2 separate regions of the Drosophila melanogaster genome follow, and region 1 is linked to region 2. The links are chromatin contacts, called in public Hi-C maps. All regions are on one chromosome and are shown on one strand. Each heading gives the region's core, a stretch centred on a gene start, on an enhancer-like site or on the middle of the called end of the contact. The rest is flanking DNA. Distances are from core to core; before and after follow the strand shown. Region 1 holds the start of stck (steamer duck). Region 2 holds the start of CG10055.

Evidence for each region. A called contact is a pair of places that touch in the nucleus more often than the background predicts.
Region 1: a Hi-C map of the Kc167 cell line shows a contact between it and region 2, with 1.8 times the contacts expected there. The contact joins the promoter of stck here to the promoter of CG10055 in region 2. A contact is called at or near these places in 3 of 107 Hi-C or Micro-C datasets (the Kc167 cell line, embryo and gastrula embryo).

Annotation. Positions count from the first base shown.
Region 1 is chr3R:8,354,660-8,361,197 of dm6, forward strand. stck (steamer duck) reads left to right here and starts at 2,319. Exons shown (of 6, transcript NM_079554.4): 1 at 2,319-2,436; 2 at 3,812-3,931; 3 at 3,990-4,295; 4 at 4,350-4,491; 5 at 4,548-4,806; 6 at 4,871-5,305. The coding sequence starts at 3,828. The coding sequence ends at 5,067. It overlaps Veneno (veneno), which reads right to left. Exons shown (of 6, transcript NM_141540.3): 3 at 6,141-6,538; 4 at 5,905-6,083; 5 at 5,642-5,847; 6 at 5,299-5,587. The coding sequence ends at 5,436.
Region 2 is chr3R:7,183,782-7,190,409 of dm6, forward strand. CG10055 reads right to left here and starts at 2,892. Exons shown (of 3, transcript NM_141446.2): 1 at 2,525-2,892; 2 at 2,033-2,429; 3 at 320-1,976. The coding sequence starts at 2,790. The coding sequence ends at 813. lap (like-AP180) reads left to right here and starts at 3,213. Exons shown (of 11, transcript NM_079528.3): 1 at 3,213-3,766; 2 at 6,343-6,485. The coding sequence starts at 3,631.

The DNA of each region.
Region 1 (6,538 bases), core at 1,069-3,568, 1.2 Mb after region 2:
AACGAAACAAATTATAACGTTGTAGAGGTCATACTGTATCTTCTGGGGACAGCGGAATTTTTTGATTGTATTCACGTGCCGAGGTAAACCGTTTCAGTTCAAGTAAAACCCCCAGTAAGGTGGATTTCAGTTTCGAAATTTCTTGATAAGCTCGCTCGTGCAATAACGATAAAATACGAATGGCGATAAGACAGGGCCAAAATGCAATGCGGACGCGATCAGCGGCTATAATTGCGTTTTTTTTATGCAACGCGACCGCATATTTGGAATTTTTTATGTCGTGCCCAGAAACCGACCAAAAAGATGAATGGACGAGCTTGGAAGCTCAGATTTTAAGCTTTTTCCCGCAGCTGCAATCGTTTTGAGCTCTAAAAGAGAAACCCACGTTTTCACAGAGCCGTCTGAAAGTAATGAGAGCCATATAAATAAAATATTTGGTCTAGCTAGAAAACATCATCAGATCAAAAAACCACTTGGCTAGTTTCCAGAACTTTCTAAATAGATCAAAGATCCAATTGTTATTACATATATACTACATTAGTTGCAGTTGATAACACTATCGAAACATTGCTGCAATGCATTGAAATGACATTGAAAATGATTAAATGGAAAACCCCCTTGAAAAAATTTCAACTGCTTCTCTGCCAGCACCAGCACCAGTTGTCCATCTGGTTTGCCGGCTTTGGAACGCAGCTGCAATAATACAGAGCATAATTGCATTTATTTTTAGACACCCACTGCAACTGCACTGCATCCGCTGAAAGTTTCCACATTCCACGCCGATTTCCATATGCCTCAGCATGTTGCTCATACGCCCGAGTCACCGCTTGAATGTGGATGGGGGGCTTGCCTTGGCGAATTTTTGGTAAACAACAGCATAAAATCATGCGTAATAAACTTACAGCTACGCGTTGCTACGTGCCGAAAGTCTCGCAGTTCCCCGGCTTCCAGGTTCCACCACCTTTTTCCAAGCGTGTGACAGTGAATACTGACAAAAAATGTATTTGTATCTAAAAAATGGAAGCCAAACTGTGTCAGAGCAAACGTTCAAAAGAACTAAATTCTGGATGAGCGTTAAGAATATACGTTAAAATACACAAATTTATTTGTCAACAGCATAATTTAATAGTTAAGTAAGACATATGCTGTAATATGGGGTTACATTTTTTTCAGTGCTAGATTGTGGATGGTATTGGATCTCTTTCTTATGACGCTTGTTGTTCGTTCGTCTCGCTCGCACAACCGGCGGCCTTGTGGGGACACCTTGTTTTTTTTTTGTTATGCTGGAAAAAAACTCATTTAATAATAATAAATAAAGGCGACTGACAAAAGAGTGAGATTGATAAACAAAGAGCGCCGCGCTGATCGATTCGCTTGGCAACCCGTTTTAACGGGACAACGCTCCATAAAACACCAGCCAATACAAAACTATACTATATATACTCAGATACAAATAAAGCAAATTCTGAAACTGCAGCTGGAGTTTTATCTCCGTTCACATCGCGGAAGTCGGCGAGGGGTGTTTCAAAAATATGACCCTCACACCCACGAGGCGGAAGTTTGCCGCAAACAGACATTCGGGAAAATAATTAAAGCAAACAAATAATGCATTTACATGCATGTTCCGTGGGCACATCAAAATGCTGGCTCTTTGTAGAGAATTTTAAATTATTGGCGATCGGGAATTATATGAAAAAATAACTTACACCTGTAAAACTTTTCTTTTCCTTTTTGTTGCTTAAAAAGAAACTCATTTCATAGTGATTGTGGGTTTCATAGCAAGTTTACAAGCTCTTGATTCTCTTATCAATACATATTTTCTAATGATAAGTATCAGCGAAACTGTTATGACATTTGTGGCATTGAATTCTTTTATAGTTTCCCTGCACATTTATTTATGTATTTCCCCAATTGGCGTGTAACATAGCAAAAAGAAAATCAATCAAATTCAATGCTAAAGGGATTTCTTGCCTGCAGCCTAAATTGGCATGCGAACCGGTCTTGTTTACAAACAAATAGTACGTGAAATTATAAGTAGAGGCAGTAAGCTGATAAGAGCGCGTTACGAAACTGTTTCGAAGAAGAACAGCAGTTGGCCAGCAGCTGATAAGAAGGTGAGACAAAGAAGCAAAAATGCCACGCTGCGATAAGCGTGGCGCCTTAAATCGTAAAGTTCTTTTAACTGATGTATTTCGGTAACATAGGCTAATAGCGAATTTAAATTGGCGCCCAGTAGTATTGGGTGTTTATCGATTGACATTCAGGGCTACCTGCCTCGAGAACAGAAGAGCTATCGATAGGCAGGTTGTACAGGGATTTTTTAGTGATAAAGTAGAGTGGTTTTTTCTGCGTCTTTTTCCACGGAAGCTGTTAGTTAAATGAAAAGTAATTTAATTGCAGCAAACTGTGGCTTTAATTAAAAAGGTTTCTCTGAAGGTAAAAAGTACTTTTTCCGTTGAATGCAATTCTTCAAATGTGAACATGCTTAAGTGAAACGCGTGAAATTCCAGAGATTTGCCCATTTTGGCAATATAGGTGTTGTTGTTTTTGTGCTGCGATAGCGCTGCGCAGATCGTCTTCTTGGCTGAAAATCAACCGGATCTGGCTAGAAGGCCGCCAAGCGAGCAGAGCTTAAAGCCAAAAGACACAGATTGATCATTTCTATATGTTTTTGCAGTGTTTCACTCGCCGTGATCAGAAAACGTTGTACACCAGGTGCAACAGGTGCCGTTGTTCGCAAGTGAAAACCAGTTGAAAGCAACTAAAAAAGAAAAGCCCACAGAATGCCGCCCGTGCAGTAAGCAGAATGTTCCGCCCCACTTTCTTAACGTCCTTGTCTTCAAAACGCCCACATATTGCATCATTTGGCAGCATAATAATCATCGTTATCCATTCGCACAAATAAGCATTTCGCTAATTAATAAAAAAATATAACTAATTCAGGCTAGCAGTGCCTATCATTCATGCCCTAATCCAGCGTTAACCCTCTGCCAGTGATGGTGGTGCTTTGGACCCCCATTCAATGCAATTTTCCTGCCAGATGTTTACTCCATCGATGACGTCATGGTCATATTCAAATTTATTTTTAAACGCCGCCACTCGAGTGTGTGTGTGTGTTTGTGCGAGAGTGCGTGTCTGTGTATTGTTTACTCTTCGTATTTTTGTGTGTATTCGTCGGATTTGATTATGATGAGTGGGCCGCTGTTGTGTTGGCGGCAAACCCAATTCCAATTGGATGCTTGAATTTGTAACCCCTTTTGGAGGCCAAGGAATGTTCAATGACTCAACCAGTAATGGGGAGTTGATAGTTACATCTTATTATATATATTGTTTATATACAAACTTTTCAAATGGCGCTCCTGCTTGTAATAATTACTTCAATTACTCATTATAGCCATTCATTGTTATCCAGCTTAAAGCGAATATGATAGTTCTTCGTATATATTTTATATATGTATATATAACCTGTTCCGAAACGATATATCACCAAGCCATCACATCTGCAGCGTATCACGCTTGATATCCAACTGCCATGCGACACTCTCTGTAATGAAAGCTAAACTTCCACGGAATGCCAGAAAGCTTTTTGGCTGTGCATTCGAAGGAAATATGATTCAGACATCGTCAACAGAGCCGGCAAGCGATAAGTCTCATTGTTTTGTCCAGTTTCTCATTTCACGCCCTGCCCTAAAGTCGTTTTTCTTTGCGCTCAAGCTATAACCATGATGTACTCTAAGGCTGAAGTGTAATGGCCTCTGAATTGGTTAGTTACTTACCAACAACTGATCCTGATCTTCTTCTTAATTCACAGAGTCCAGGCAGCGAACATGTCGCTGGGTGCCATGCATTGTACGCGATGTGCCGACGGCTTCGAGCCGACTGAGAAGATTGTTAACTCCAATGGAGAACTCTGGCACACCCAGTGCTTCGTGTAAGTAAACCTCAATGTAGTTGTTTCACTAATACCCTCACTAATAAACATTTTCTAGATGTGCCCAGTGCTTCCGACCCTTCCAGGATGGGATATTCTACGAGTTCGAGGGCCGTAAGTACTGTGAACGCGACTTTCACGTGCTCTTCGCTCCCTGCTGCAACAAGTGCGGCGAGTTCGTCATCGGACGGGTCATCAAGGCCATGTCAGCTAGCTGGCATCCACAGTGCTTCCGCTGCCAATTGTGCGCCAAGGAGCTGGCTGATTGCGGATTCATCAAGAACCAGAACCGCGCCTTGTGTCACGAGTGCAATGCCAAGGTGAAGGCGGAGATTACCGGCCGCTATGTATGCCAAAAATGCCAGTAGGTTTCAAAGGCTTTAGGTGAAAACATGTTGCTAATTACTCTGCTTTTCAGCGGCCTCATCGACGAGGAGCCTTTGCGATTCCGGGGCGAAGTGTACCACGGCTATCACTTCAGTTGCACGGCCTGCGGCACAGAGTTGGATTCCACTGCTCGGGAGGTCAAGAGCCGGCCAGGATTGGCTGCTAACGATATGGTGGGTTTTTTTTTCTTTAGCAAATAAGAAGCAACTGAATTATTATTCCATTATAGAACGAACTGTATTGTCTGCGTTGTCACGATAAAATGGGCATTCCCATATGTGGTGCCTGTCGTCGTCCGATTGAGGAGAGGGTGGTAACGGCGCTCGGAAAGCACTGGCATGTGGAACATTTCGTGTGCGCCAAGTGCGAGAAACCCTTCTTGGGTCACCGACACTACGAGAAGCGGGGATTGGCCTACTGCGAGACGCACTATCATCAGCTCTTTGGCAACCTGTGCTTCGTCTGCAACCAGGTTATTGGAGGCGATGGTGAGTAACTTAATTGAACTATATTCTGGGTTTATTTAATGCGCTCATTCCATAATGCCAACAGTTTTCACTGCCTTGAACAAGGCCTGGTGTGTGCACCACTTTGCGTGCTCCGTGTGCGACACGAAGATGACACAAAAATCGAAATTCTACGAGTACGACGAGAAGCCGGTGTGCAAAAAGTGCTATGACCGATTTCCAAACGAACTCAGACGACGTCTGCGCACCGCCCACGAGATGACAATGAAAAAGAACACCTAATGCCTTGGAGCGAGTCTCAGATCCACACCAAACAGTGCCTTTGTCGTTGTAGACCCGCTTTCACTACCATTTTTAACATTTGAGAAACTAAAACCAAACAAACTAAAACCTCTTGTGCATGTCCTTTCCGTCTGTTGTAATCCGGTTGTGTGTAACTTAAATTTTAAATCGAGAATCAACGGCATCAATAGCTAGGGAACATAACATTGTGTATTAAAAGCCTTTAACGTTGTTATTTAATGGAATTTTATTTATATATAAATGTTTTTAAAATTATAAAACGTAATGCTTATTCGCAATAACTTCGTAATGTGTTTGACCCGATTTAGTTGTGGTGTCAAGTAAATGGCATTTGATGCACTTAAAATTTACAAGCTCAACAGCTTCTGAATAAGACTTCCCGATTTAATTACGGCTATATGGTTGATATATTTGATACTATCAATATGAACTGACTGATGGACCTTCAAAACCTCAGCCAGATAGGAAACCTGTGCTGCATTCGGGTTGTGCGGGAATTCTATAAAGTGTTTGTTCAAATGTTATGCTCAAGACAAATGTTTAATATCCATACCGTCAATCACGCAAAGGTTTGTGGCACAGGGAGCGGTGAAGTCTAATGGATAGCGACGGATATCCATTTCGGTTATGTCCTCTACATTCGTGTAATCGAGGTACATTACCCGGTACTTTGTCTGCTGCCGTGGAACAACTATAATCTGTTCCACTTTGCCACGATACCAGGAACCCTCAAATCTGGCAAGCACATATTCCCTGACACTGTCAAAAATGTTAATTAAATATAAACTTACATTGGTATGGTTATAGTATAGTTACACTGGCTTATAAGGCTCGCAGTCTGTAATTTCTGATAAACGAGAGTGCAAGGCGGAAAATTCGGAGGCGTAGGTGCTGTCAAAGGCCCCAAAAATACCTCGATTTTTTTTTGTACTATCCACAACGATGAGATCAATGCCTTCCTTAGATTCGATTGAAAATCTACGCATCTCAAAAGGCTAATAAATAAATTAATAAAATGTGGCTCTCAATGAGAATTTATATTATCAACTCACAGGTTTTAGGACATGTTCGTTTTTCGACATTACGATTCCATTTGTTTGGGCATTAGTTTTATGGATAACGGGAAGTTCCAAATTTTTTTTATGGTTTGGAAGTTGTAACGGATAATTAGCTTTTGGTGTTAAGCATTGTGTTAAGGAATGTTTTACGTCTTCATCTTTAGGCTTTGGTGCAGTGTCCTGATCAGTTTTAGTTGCCTTATCAGCAAGATCAATAAAGCCAAGCATCTTATTAGAGGCTCCTTCTGTAACCAGTACATTAGTTGATTTTGATTGATCAATTTGTCCGGAGTTCTGTTGCTTGAGTATCTCCTCACACTCATTCTGTACCTCTGGTTTCGTTAACATTTTCTTACATTCGATTGCAGGAATTGCAATGGGTTGATCAATAT
Region 2 (6,628 bases), core at 1,642-4,141:
TACTAAAAGTAACAGTATGTTTTATATGCATTTTAAATACTGATACTTAAATGTTTGTAAGTAAAATGAAAAATAACTTCTCCTTCAAAAAGCTTACCTACCTATTTGTCACTTTTTTAAACGACAGCTTGGTTGATACGAAGAATAAAATAATAAAGAACTCATGTCGCGATGTTTTTAAAAAAATATGTATTATCCATTTTATTAGAATTTTCGTTCATACTTCATGTCTTTCTTTTTATAAGACACTCATACAACATTAACATGTAAATCATTAATGACTTTTGCCCACTGTGTAGATAAGTTTGGAGGTTGTTTTCCATTTCCATTTTATTTTATTCATATTTTGTTTTCTTTGCTTGCAGCACCAACAATATCGATAGATGTATATACAAATGCACAACTAGATTTCGCTTTTCAGAATTCAAAATTCAAATGTTTCATACTCTAATGCCATACTAAATGCTAAAGTTCTGATTTACTTGTATGTGTAATTATAATCGAAGTAATTGTAGAGCAAAGGGGAAAAAATATTCAAATATCTTTTCGCATTTGGCGTGAACAAATCTTTGAGTTTGCTTTTCGTTAAATTATTGTACAATTAAGATATAAGAAGTTCTTCTTTTTTGGGTATTCTTGTGTAAACTTACATCATTTACTTGGCTTGGTTTTTAGTTTCGTATTTTACTTTGTTTTAATTTTAAAAGTAATCACTGTTTAGCCTCCGTTCTTTGACATTAAGTTGGTTGTGTTGCTTGTTTGTTTTGGGCAAGGCAGGAGCAGGACTTGCCGAACTCGACATAAGTGGCAATTTATGTGGTGCTGGCTGCTGTCTCACTGTTGCTGCACTGCTCGATGACGCTGTTTCCCTCCGCCTCGCTACTGGTGGTTGTGGAAGAACTGCTGTCGTCTTCGTCTTCATCCTCATCCTCATCCTCATCCCCATCCCCATCTTCATCATCATCTCCATCTTCATCGTCATCTTCGTCCTCCTCGTCATCCTCATATACAATTTCGTTCTCTATCAGTCGCATGTCCATGTCCACGCTGTAGAAGGAGTCAGTTATGACGCTTTCATCATCAGTGGTAGTCTCGTCCTCCTGTCCAGAAGTATCGTTATCAAGGTCCAAGTCATCATCGCCATGCTGCTGCTGCGGCGAGGAACCCTGGCTTCCCGCATCGATGCGCATCTCCTGCATCAGCTCCTTGATCAGCTCAGTCTCAATCTCGGTCACTCCCAGGCCCAAGTGTTGCTTGTTTACGTCCATCAGCACGTTCTTAAGGTTGCGGGCAAGAAGGCGCATGTGCTCATCACTGCAGGCGCTCGGGCTGGTCACATATCGTATATAGTCCTCCAAATAGTAGTTGTTGAAGCTATCGCGACTGGGATCACTGCTGGCGAACTGCTGGTGCGTTAGCAGCAGCTGATTAATTAACCAGTTGCGACCGCCCTTTAAAACTTCTATGGCATCCCGTACACATTGGCGGCCCAACTCGAAATTGCGGTACAGCGGGTAGGTGATCATTCGCCGCAGGAAGGCAACCAGTACGTCCCGATAGTTGTCGAATTGCTCAAAGTAGCAATAAAGCGGGCACAGTATGCTTCGCGTCCAGCCCGATTCACACGTCGGCTCATTGTTCGTCGTCCGCACATCATAGCATATGGCCAACAGAATGCTTATCAGCCCGCAATCGATCTCGTTTTGCCGAAAAACGTCGCACGGCTGCTGCTCCCGTGTCTGCATTCGGCTGATGTTGTGCAGCAGATGCGCTTGCTCCTGGGTCATGGAAGTCTCGTAGATTTTCGGTTTGTAGCGTAAAGGATTCTGGTGACCGGACGGAACCTGTAGCTCCACAAAATTTATTTTGTACTGCTCGCGGGAAAAGCGCTTCATCTCATCGACCACGCGCTCTTGCCGCCTTTGGATGGGGCTCATGCGATGTGGCTCCGACACGCGGCACGTGGCTCTGTCCAACTGTGAAAACATCTGTGTTTAGTGCGCGGAAGAGCAGGTTAACCAATTGAACTCACCTCACTCAGGTCTAGCGGTCCGCTGTATTCGCTAGCATAGCCGTACCCAAAATTGTTGGTCAGCTTGTAGGTGCGCTCGTGGTCGTCGAGCTGCAATTGGCACTGATCGGTGATTCGTTTGAGTTTCCATTCCTGCACCAGAGGCTGCTTGTCCGGCAAATTGGCACTCAGTGTGGGTAGGTGCAGGAATGCGGCTATGTACTCTTTGCGACTATTCCACTGCTTGGCTGCATCCCCCGTACCACCGCCTCCGCCTCTTTCTCCACCGGGTCCTTCCTGGGCACCCGCTGTTAGGGGCAGACAGCGCAGGCAAATTTGGTAGTGATTCTCTGTCGTGTTGAACTTTATCAACAGCGTCTTCAGCTCTCGCAAGTCGAAGGTGCGACGGCTGTGGAATCTGTCCGAAAAGGGAGTACAAGTACGCAATGATATCGCTGGAATTTCGCCACCATGGCCCACCATGGGCACGACAGATTGCCGGATGTGACTCACTTGTACAGCTTAACATCTGCGTAGAAATAAAGATCGTGCGCGTCAACGAATATATCGCAGTTTCTTATGCGATCCACATGCAACGCCTCCGCTTCCGCCAACCCCGACCCCGCTTCCTGACCAAACTCCTCACCAGCGGAAGAAGAAGCAGCAGCAGCTGCTGCTGGCTGGGCCGACTTTGAGGACTGATTCAGGACAGGCGGGCGGGGTATGATCAGCGTGCACGAGTTCTCCAAATAACTGTGTGCAATCTGTCCATTCAACATCTTACAATTTTATTACGAGACTGTTGATTGTGCTAACTACTGTTTTTTAGTATAATTTTATTTATTTTAATGACCAGTATGACCGCCTACTCGAAACTAAAAATTCCTGTTGACAGCCCCTTAGCTTACGTTACGTTTGGCTACACTTCCGACAAATCTAGCTACTTTTTAACTGCTGTTGGGGAATTTTAAGTGCTAAGTTATAAAAAAAGATTTATTTATAGTATCTTAATATTTTATATTTTTATTTATTTATTTATCATTATTTTTTTTTATTTTCAGAACTTATATGAACACATCGTAAAAGCTAAGTTCAGCTATTTCGTATTCGCTTACGTTATGGCAATCGATATTTTCCCACCTAACGCCGTAAACTCAAGTCGATTGCACGCGTTAGCTCCACTTTGTGGACGCTTTAGGACATTGCTCATACGCTCGCTCCATTTGCCAGTCGCCATTATCGATTTGTGGCAGAGGAAAAATAGAGAATTAAAAAATCGCGTTTCAGCGTTAGGCACCGGTTAGAGAGCGCATAAACCGCGGCGATAAATTGTGTAGTGATTGTGACGTAGGAACCACTAAATCTTTACTGTTAGTTTAATCGTGAGGCTCGCATAGCAGAGTTTTCCCGTTCGAAATATTCTCAATCAATCAATACCTCTCTGTCTCTCGCTCGCCCCATACGCGTGTGTGTGTGTGTCTCTCTCTCCCTCTCTCTGTATCTGCTTTCGAGTGTGTGTGTGTGTCGGTGTGGTCAGCTCCTTTGGTGCATAATTAAATTAATCAAGTAAATAAAAACCAGCGAGCGGCAGCAGAAACAACAACAGCAACAGCTTCATCATGACCATGGCAGGGCAAACGATCAACGACAGGCTGCTGGCCGCCCGTCACAGCCTTGCGGGCCAAGGACTCGCCAAGTCCGTTTGCAAGGCCACCACGGAGGAATGCATTGGCCCGAAGAAGAAGCACTTGGACTGTGAGTTGCCCTGTCTATCTCTTTCCCTTGCCCACTCTCTTGGTCTTTCATTGCGTAAATCACCGTTACATTTCCTTGTTATAACACAGAGAGAAAAGAGGCACAGCCTTGTGCTACTAGTGGAAATGTACCCATCAAACACACGAAAATATTATTGTTACTTTGTAACGCTTTAAAATTAATTTATTTTTATTTGCAAACATAAGTCGCAATAAAATCTGTTTAGAAATTAACTTAAATTTTAATAATAATAAAAATTGGAATGAATAATATACTAAAGTAAGGAGTGCCTAACAAATTAGCAAAGAAAATAAAAAATTTAAATGTAGCCTAAATATAAAAACCATCGGCACAGTTAGTACGCTGCAAAAGTAATTTAGCAACAACATTCAGATGCAACCAGTTCGGGTTTCTTGGCTTCCTCGCTCCATTTTCACGTGCCTTTTGTTTTTGTGCGATAAATCACAAAGTTTTCTGAAAACGAAACCACTGATTACGGTCCACAAAGTCCCACAAACACAAACCACCACCCTCAAATTGCATCTGTGGCTCAGCTGCTGGTGTTTGTGGACTCCGTTCGTCATTGATTGGACTCCCCTCTCTTTCTACCAACACACTCTCTCTCTCTCTCTAATGTTACGTCACTTTCCCACGGGTGCACGTGTGTTTGTAGGGGCTTTGAATGGCTTAAAACGCCTACGAAAGCAGGGATTGTGTTTGTCACGGTGTCATTGCTTGTTAAATTTATGCAAGAGTCTTCCCTAATTTGCTGGATTTGCTTACACGTTTGAATTTTGCAAATACTTCTAAAGAGCTCCATATCCTAACGACATTCATTCCCGTTGGAATCTGTTTTTTTGGCTAGTTTTGCTCGCATTTTGACCCCCTTTTATTTAGCTTGTTGGCACTTTTCAGATGACTCATCAGATATGGCTACGAGTAAATGGGAATAAAAGAGGGCAATATTGTGGGGCGTTACTTGTCACATAAACATTGTATTGCAGTTGCCGCAAACCAATTTCCAATATAACCCAAAATTTGGCCACATGTGCTGTTTATTCAAGTTGATTACTTTATCCAAAACGTTATGCTCAATTCAGTTACCAAAAGTCTAAATAAATTAAACCTGAGTTAAAAGTCAGTCCGTACATTTTACAAGACGTCAGCAGGTAGCATGAAATATATTTCTTCTACCTATTTTCTCTATTTTCTTTTGTTAACAACTTTTGTCCTATGATAAAACCAGTTGTGTGTTCACGGAAACAACAGCACTTAATGAGCTTTACACCGATTGAAAAGATCCCAGAATATTTCAACCAGCTACACAAGTGGGCAATAATAATTAAAATTAAGTATCAATGGTCCCCCACTACAGTGGAGTCTCGATACCCGACACATTTATTTATTTATGTATTTAAGAGCATAAGCATGCGAATTGACCCCAGCGATAACTACGCTACAGAAGTCGCCAATCGCTTTTGGTATCCGAGCACTGTAAATATTTTCGAAATATATGTGAATCAGTGAAGATTTCAAAAAGGGCGGATACGAATTTTAACTAAATAACTCATTCAAAATGTCTTAACTACTCAGCGATTTCAACGTTTTGTCATAAAGTGACACCCCCAGGCCACTGTGCTCGTTAAGAAACTCACCAGTTTCGTTTACAAGGACCGATCAATTTTCCACATTTACTGTTTATTGAAATTTGTTCTTATTTATGTATAAATGAATCACTGGCCTGGCGCCCGTCAGCCAAACAAAATGAAGCAAAAGGACGGCGAACATCTGCGATGGCTTGTGAAATGTGCAACGCCCCTCGAATCCCATGCAATTTTTTCTTGCTCGGCGACAAACACTTTCCAACCGAAATGGGAATTGATTCAAATGGAAGCGCATGATAGTAGACACAATGGGATTCAGCTCTTATCATCGACACTTTTCCGTCAGTATTTAGCTTGAATGGCGGCTGCAAGCTTAAAGCGCAGATAAGCAAACAACGACTAAGAGTCGCGACCGATAACGGGACGCAAAAAACAAGATGATTAAATTTATGGGAGGTTCGGTTATTATAATAATAATAATCTTTACAGAAACGTTGTTTGTTTCTGGAACAGATAAATTGACTTTTAAAGTTTTATGTTGCTTCTTAAACATGTAAACATTTGTTGTTTTGCTCATATGAACTAAGTTTTCGTAAAAAAAATATACTGTTGAATAAATCTAGAGGATAATAACTAATAGTTGTCGGCGGTTATATCGAATCTGATTGATTTTTCCAATAAATGCTTGGGAAAATAAATATCAAGTCAAAGTTAATCGCAACCAAAAGTAAAGTTGAGTTGGACGTACAAAATTAAGGAAAAGAGCAAATGGTTCACTAACCGAAAATTACAAAAAAAAAAAACGTTCTTTATTGTTTTCTAATCTACTGTATGGATATGCGTTAAGAAACTAATATAAAGCTATGCTTAATAAAATGATTTTCATTTATTATTTTAAATCAATGTAAAATGTTAAATTAGTTTGTGGTTGCTTTGTGTTAATATAAGTTTCATACCTTTATTTAATTGCAGATTTGGTGCACTGCACAAACGAGCCGAATGTGTCGATACCTCATCTGGCCAATTTACTTATCGAGCGTTCACAGAATGCCAACTGGGTCGTCGTCTACAAGTCGCTGATAACCACACATCATCTGATGGCATATGGCAATGAGGTTTGTATTTGTGTATTTATCGGAATCTAGTGTTTGTGCGAAGCTTAGGGGCGTATTTCAAATACATTTTTACTTTCATTTAAGCGTTCGAAATGAGGTAATCTATTTTGTTTGATTTAATATACAGATGAATAGGTCACGTA